2 separate regions of the Zea mays genome follow, and region 2 is linked to region 1. Evidence: chromatin contacts called from public Hi-C data. All regions are on one chromosome and are shown on one strand. The core of a region is the stretch at or near the end of the contact, and the rest is flanking DNA. Distances in the headings are between cores, read along the strand shown.

Region 1 (3,513 bases), core at 633-3,132:
TCTCCTCGTAGATGGCAGACATCAGGGCAGCTGCATGGACAAGAAAAAGTAACAGCATTGTACACACGGGCACCATGGACAGGTAGGTTTTATTTTGTTTTTCCCCACGATGGTATGGCAAACCTGTTGGTGGGAGGGTGTTCTTCACGAAGATGAAGATCGCCTTCTCGGCGCTGAGCTTGATGCGCTTCCGCACCACGTACACAAACTGTCCCACTGTGAGGTCGGCGGGGACAAGGTACCTGCATGCAAGCAATCGCATGTTACTTGGAGGCACACAGATGCTGCAAGCTGGTCTTGGCTTGTACCGATAAGCAAGAGTTCCTTCTGAATTGGTTAATGCTGGAAGATGGTAGAAGCAAGGGCCAAGGGATACGCTAATGCAGCAAACAATCAATCTCTAGATGGCAACTTGCACAAGGAACAGACAACAGACTCTTGGTTGGGAGTAGAGATAAACAACTTCAAAGGCATGATTGGCACAACTGCACAAGGGATAATGCCTACATCCAGCAGTTTTGCATTATGAAGAGTTTGACAAAGTCGACGACGACAATCGGTAAAACTACTTTCAGAAGTACAGGGAAAAAAATTGCAATGTCAGGAAAAACCATAAAAGTCAAGAAATGCAATTGAAATAATCTTGAAATGGTTCGGAACTGACTTTTTCTTGTCGATGTCTGGGATGTCACTCCTCTCGGCCTTCTCAACAATGACCTACATTACCCGATTTGGATGAGAACAAAAGCTATATCGTGGAAAATGATCAGAGGGCATGGATAACAATTACTTAAGGCTTACAGGAATTCTATCGGGGTACTTCTCCCTGATGCGGTTAGCCTCAGCTTGCCTCCTTTCTACAAACATAGAACATAGGTATAATGAGAATTCAGACATTTTAAGGCGAAAGGGTACATTTGTATAACCCCCAAGTGTTGAATAAGAACCATGCAATGGTAAGGCATGCACAGGAAACAGACAAACCATTCCGCGGATGTAGGTACAGCCTAAACCTGATAAGATAATGTAAACTGGGGAGTTACAGCTTGAGAACGAGTTCGGAAAAATTTAGCAACGAAGAGCACCAGATGCAAATGATGGAATTTACTAGTTGCTGGAGTCGGTACGAACTGTGCCGGATCATGTTAAGCTGCTACACAACACAGCAAACTGTGGGTGCCACAGCCTATGAATCGCCTAGTGCAGATTACCACGAGCACTCCATCAAAGCTGCAGATTCCCACCACGCCCCCCCCCCCCCCAAACAAAAATAAAACATGTATCCAACCATCACAGGATCGCGAAACGATAGAACAGACCAACCCCCGCCCGCCCCCAACAAAGCTTTGCTTATATAACCTAGGAAATTCAAGGAATCGATTGATTGATAGGTCCGCACGGGGTACCATCTACCAGTACCAGCCAAACAACCGAAACCCTAGCACGACCAATAACAAGAGCTGAAGCCCGGATGAGGAGGGGGGAATCAGGAATCGGAGGGACGAACCGAAGGGGTGCTCCAGCTTGAACGAGCTCCTCGCCATCGCTCCTGCTCCTCTTGGTCTCTCGATCGCTGGCGTAATAGAGAGCAGCTACCTGGAACAGAAAAAACAATCGGGTAGGGTCAGGAGGCGCGGGGAAATCGACAGAAACGGTGGAGGGCGGCAGGCGCTCACGGGATGGATGGATGGAAGGCTGGAGCGGCGGCTGATTGGACGTGGGATTGCCGGCGGAGGGGAAGGCGAGAGGGAAGAAATGGTGGGGGAGGAGTGGGGATTGGGAGTTGCTTGGTTAAATGCTACGCGCACGCAAAGGGTAGCGTACGTCGCTTTGCCCCGCTTCCCACGGGGACGGATGGGGAATGAGGTGGACAGCAGGAGGCTTCTTTGGATTGGATCGCTGGACTGGAATGAATTGCACGGATAAGTCCCGCCAGGCCGCCACCACTCCGCCTCGTTTTCAGTTTTCCTTTGTGTCCCACAAGGGTTAACTATTTCGTTTTTTTCTACTTCGTATTTTTTTGCTCAGCAAAAAGATCTTTCAAATTTCTCAACCAATTTGCATTTTAACGTTTTTTAAAACGAAAATCGGATTTTTTTTACCGAAATCCGTGACGAAATTGGGTATCTTTACTAAAAATGATAATTGAGTTTAAAAAAATTAAAGTTCTGATAGGATTTGTTTGTAATGCGTATGGTTTTTTACATTAAAAACGAATTTCGAATTTCTTGGCCGAAAAACTATAATTCTCGGCGAATTTCATAAATTAAAATTAAATATGGGACATATTAAAAAATATCTATTTTTTCGGCGAATTTCTTGGCCGAAAAACTATAATTCTCAGCTTTTGTTCCCTAGTCTTCAGCGTGTCTCGTACTACACAACTGCCAAAACAGAAGAGCAGAATTTTGATCAGGACAAGTATGATAAATCGGGAAAAAACTCACTTACAATGGATCGGGAAAAAAAACTCACTTCAAACTGCCAAGATGCAAGATCTTGCATGCAGTAGTACCATGCAATCACACTCTGTAGGCTAGAGCAACTACTAGAGTTTGTTATCTACTTCGCTAGACGCCATTTTCAGTGGGAGCTTACTATCGAATCTGTTTAGCTACCATTTTTCTGTTATGAAATGGTTTCGGGTTATGAAGGAAAAATCAGGCCCGGACGGAGGCACGTGCGGCCGGTGCCCACGAACAGGGCCTCAATCCTCCAAGCCCCTAAAATAATAGTCATCAATAGTTTAATCAATACACAGTTCAGTAATTAGCTCAGTAAGGAAAATAAATCAACTAATCTCTAAGCAAATCTTCTTCTCATGAGTCAAATCAGTTGTTTGTATGGTGTCTTTGTCTTTGATCACGACTACATCTCCATTTAAACGTAAATATCGTTCAAGATTTTATTTTTAAAGAATAATACTATCCAAGTAAAATTATACAATACAAAATTGAATAGACAGCTAGACACAACTCTTAATATAATATTTTTATCATACTATTATAGCCTATATTAGTATAGTTCTAGTTTATAGATTGATATTCCGGAATTTTGTATAGGACCTTAGATTTTACTGGCCCGGCCCTGCCTTCACCCATTCTTTCAAAAGACATGTTATATGTATGCATACGCATGAAACCATCTAATTATTTCCTTTTCATAATGATAGCAACAATGTCATGCACGAAGGAAGCCAACAATAGCACACCATAGGCTAAGATGTAGTAAGCTCACAGTAAATACATTTTTTGTAACAAACACAAAGGATCAAGATCAAATGCCATATGCCCAACAAAGAAATGTGATAGCAACCCTAACCTCTTTGGTTCTCAACCACACCATCATGTCAACTTCAAGACCCCTTGTGTTGCCTACCCTCGCCTCCCAACTAAAAAACCAACTTGCATACCCCTTCTACATGCACCGTCCCTTTCCCCTCTAGAGATAGCACGACCCCTTACATCACAGTGTAACTCTCTTCGACATAATCTCTAGTGGACAAACTTTATT
Region 2 (3,513 bases), core at 558-3,057, 66 kb after region 1:
TGGGCTTGAGACCCACTCGAGATCACGCCATAGTGGTAACTTGTTCGATGTGGCCAGAGATCCCATGATGTAGAATGATGAAACAAGTGGTTGACTGAGGGAGAGACCCCTTAATACAAAGTCCAGATCATTTGAGATGCATGTTTCTCCTTTTCTATAGGGCAAGATGATTAAAATCGCAATATAATGTGGGTGTTGTAATTAAGCAGGGATGTTATCCTATAGAAGACACTATAAGGAACACACCTATATAAGTTCGACTGCTAGTTATAGTCCATGGGATATGGGTAATCTCTAGATACTCATGAAAGGCCTGAAAGTGTGACTTATATTCTTCAGACCGTGGGGATGCTTTTGCTACCTAGTATTAGTTAAGAGCTTTGGACAAGCTTGTTGGCACAAAATTGTTAATTCAATACATAGTCCATTGTTCAATTATGAATAAGTGCAGCCTTAGTCCTAGGTGGATGTTCAACTTAATAGCCTCCACCGAAACACTAGTATATCAAAATAGCAGAACATCTGAGAGTATTCTTTACGTGCCTTAAAATATTTGGTGTGGATTGTTGAATTTAAATGTTCTAGACCACTTAATACATATAATATTCTATTATCCATAGTAAATGCTCGAGAATTAAGAGACTTTAGTCCTATATTGCTAGCAGAAGAAAAAGTTAACCAACAAAAAAAGGTGTACTTTGTGCACACCTTCTATAAAGTTGGAAAAGGAGATTGGTGTGCCACACGCAAGCTCGCTCGGCCGAACCATGGGCTTGGGTGTGTCATGTCGAGACAAACAAATGGTGCAGTTTTTATGTGTTGTGATTACTTTGCAGTATAACCGGGTGAGTCATCAATGGAGTAACTAACAATCTGAATGGCCTGACTGTTACTTGAAGCTGCAAATTGATGATCATCGATGTGACAATTACTTGTAATTGCTAGATTGATGACCATCAATGTGATTGTTACCTATAATTGTTGATTTATGATCATCAAAGCACATTAGATGGCGTCCAGATTTAGTGAATCGAGCTCCTCCTGTGCCTATAAGGGACAGACACGTCTTCTGCTCAGAGCACCAAGTCACCACCACAAATAACCTGCTTAGAAGACCTCCCTCCTATCCCCTCTATGTTTTGCTGCTGGCTTTGCTTATGCATCTCTATTTTCATAGCTCTACGAGCACGGACCTCGCAAGAGCAAGCCTTCAGAAACGACTGTCGTGCAAACACTCGCTTGAGTGAAGAACGGGCAAACACATTTTTGGAGAGTGTGTGCGACACAACTGCTCAATATCTTCCTGCATCGAATCGTCACTACACCGATGTACGTCGACATCAATCGACACAATATCTGTCGTTGGATATATCTATTATGTTACACTTTTTTTTCTTTCAAGCATTTCTACATTTCGGTTTGTCACTAATTATTGAATATCTATTATGTCACTCAGGGTCTGATCTAAGGGGTTTATCGGGATCAGCCGACCACGACAAAATTTGTAAATCCTTTAATAAAACACAGTAAAATTTGGAAAAAATATTATATCATATAGAGAAGTTGACTCTAATGAGTAATGACCCTAATGATATTCTTGGCTAAATTCGCCGCACTAATTTAGTTTTCCTTTTGATTTTCAACAATGTGCCTTCTATAGTTAGAAAAGCCCGTCATATTCACACACTTGTTTAAATAAGTATACATGGCACTAACAACGACGACACCATGTCGCCGTCCACAGGGTACCACCGTACCACTCGGTTTGGCTGCAGCGTGCAGGGGCTGGCAAGCACATGCATGGACTGACCAGCGAAAAGGATCGTCACGAGCGATCATAAACGTGTTTTGCAGTTGTGGGCCCGGTGCCTATACACCAACTATTTGTGACGTCCTATTCTTTTTCGTATCGTACATCATTTTCTCACTCCTTACTTTCTTGTTTAGTTTATGAAATAGAATGAGTTGATTTATCATCATTTTATTCATCATAGACTAATAATTAGTACTAATACGAGGACTGGGTTCATTCACTAACCGAGTGTTTGGTTTGATGAATCACTCTATCCAAAATGAGTTAGTGCATGATGAATTCATTTCTCAAATCTAGTGTAATGATCTCATTTTTTATATTAGTACTAACTAACTAATATAAGAAATGAGGTGGTGATGCATCAACTTATTTCATTCCACAAACCAAACAAAAAAGTAAGGATTGAGAAGATGATAGACTGCTCATTCATCAAACCAAATACTCTATAAATTTATAAAATAAACTTATGACACAACACTTCATCTAGAATGGATTGACTCTTCAAACCAAACAACCCCTTAGCATCACTACCCGATGTGCAGAGGTTATATCATCACATGCATCACATGTATGTGTAGTCCGAAAGGGAACGTTTTGTCTACACCTCTCTGCCACTCAGTAGTCATCATCATCACATGTAGGAAGTAGTCATCGTCACATGCATGCTTGCAAAATTCTGTTGATTTCCGTGCAAAGAGATTCCGACTCCGACTTATTATTTTGTATGATGAGGTGGTTGGCAAAATACAAAATCGTACACACACGGCACATCATTAGTACTACTGACACGTTAGCCAGTACTAGTGTCGTACGTCTTAATTTAGAGCCGGGTTATGTATCGTGCATGAGTCGTTTCGACTCGCATGCGTGCCGGTGAATCACGTTTTAACTCGATTTAATTATCACTTACGGATACGGTTGCTTGCATACTTGTATTGCATTATATTGCACTATTATTGCATATTTCATATTTGCATAATGGTTGCAGTTGCACTGTTGCGAACATGTAGACCTGCGTAGTTGCATACTACTTGTTGTATTGCGTTTCTAGATCAACGTTGATTTGTGGTTGCGGTTGCTTGCTGTTAGCCTTAGTGCAAATGTGCACTGCGGAGCCGAAATTCTACACATGTTAATATTTGATGGACAAAGAGTCGATGGTAGATTTGTTTACAATGTTCCGTTGCAACGCATGGGTACCATACTAGTCCCACGTCATCTTTTTTATAAATAACCTCTCACAGCTATTTCAAATTAATCTATTGCACGCTTAAAATGTAAAAAACGGTGCAAAAGGTGGGGTTTGATCCCATGCCGAGCTAGAACAAGGGCAGGAGACACTAGGTGAGACTGTCTAACCAATATAACATCATGCTTAGATATTTTTAATATTAAATATAAATTGTATATATATATATACTTTTTTCTAAAATAAAAATATATAATTGTGTCGGGTCGAGGCTACAGTCCAAGCACGTCACGACGTTCTTGACTCTTGCAAACATTAGGTCGTTTCTGAGACTATATTGGCGCAATGGACTCCATGGTGTTTCAGGTTGCTGAATTGGATGGAGCAACAATGATTTGTCACACTAACAGTAAAATGAAAGGTTATTTGTTGGTTTTAAACGTTAATAATTGCTACAAAGTAGCATAATTTATATGGAGCACATCCAGTTTTTATTGGTGCCTGACTTTAA

The links. A called contact is a pair of places that touch in the nucleus more often than the background predicts.
Region 2: a Hi-C map of tassel shows a contact between it and region 1, with 2.1 times the contacts expected there. The contact joins the enhancer-like site here to the promoter of LOC100240698 in region 1. A contact is called at or near these places in 4 of 25 Hi-C or Micro-C datasets (endosperm, leaf and tassel).

What each region holds. Positions count from the first base shown.
Region 1 is chr4:29,949,184-29,952,696 of Zm-B73-REFERENCE-NAM-5.0, forward strand. LOC100240698 reads right to left here and starts at 1,883. Exons shown (of 6, transcript NM_001144024.1): 1 at 1,677-1,883; 2 at 1,508-1,596; 3 at 802-857; 4 at 665-717; 5 at 124-242; 6 at 1-30. The coding sequence starts at 1,544.
Region 2 is chr4:30,015,659-30,019,171 of Zm-B73-REFERENCE-NAM-5.0, forward strand. No RefSeq gene overlaps it. Among protein-coding and RNA genes, the nearest start is that of LOC103653005, 21 kb to the left of the region's middle. Within about 2 kb of position 1,808, at least 20 of the 20 cell types and tissues checked have an H3K27ac peak or open chromatin away from gene starts, as enhancers often do. A contact at or near this core is called in endosperm, leaf and tassel, where this site is marked.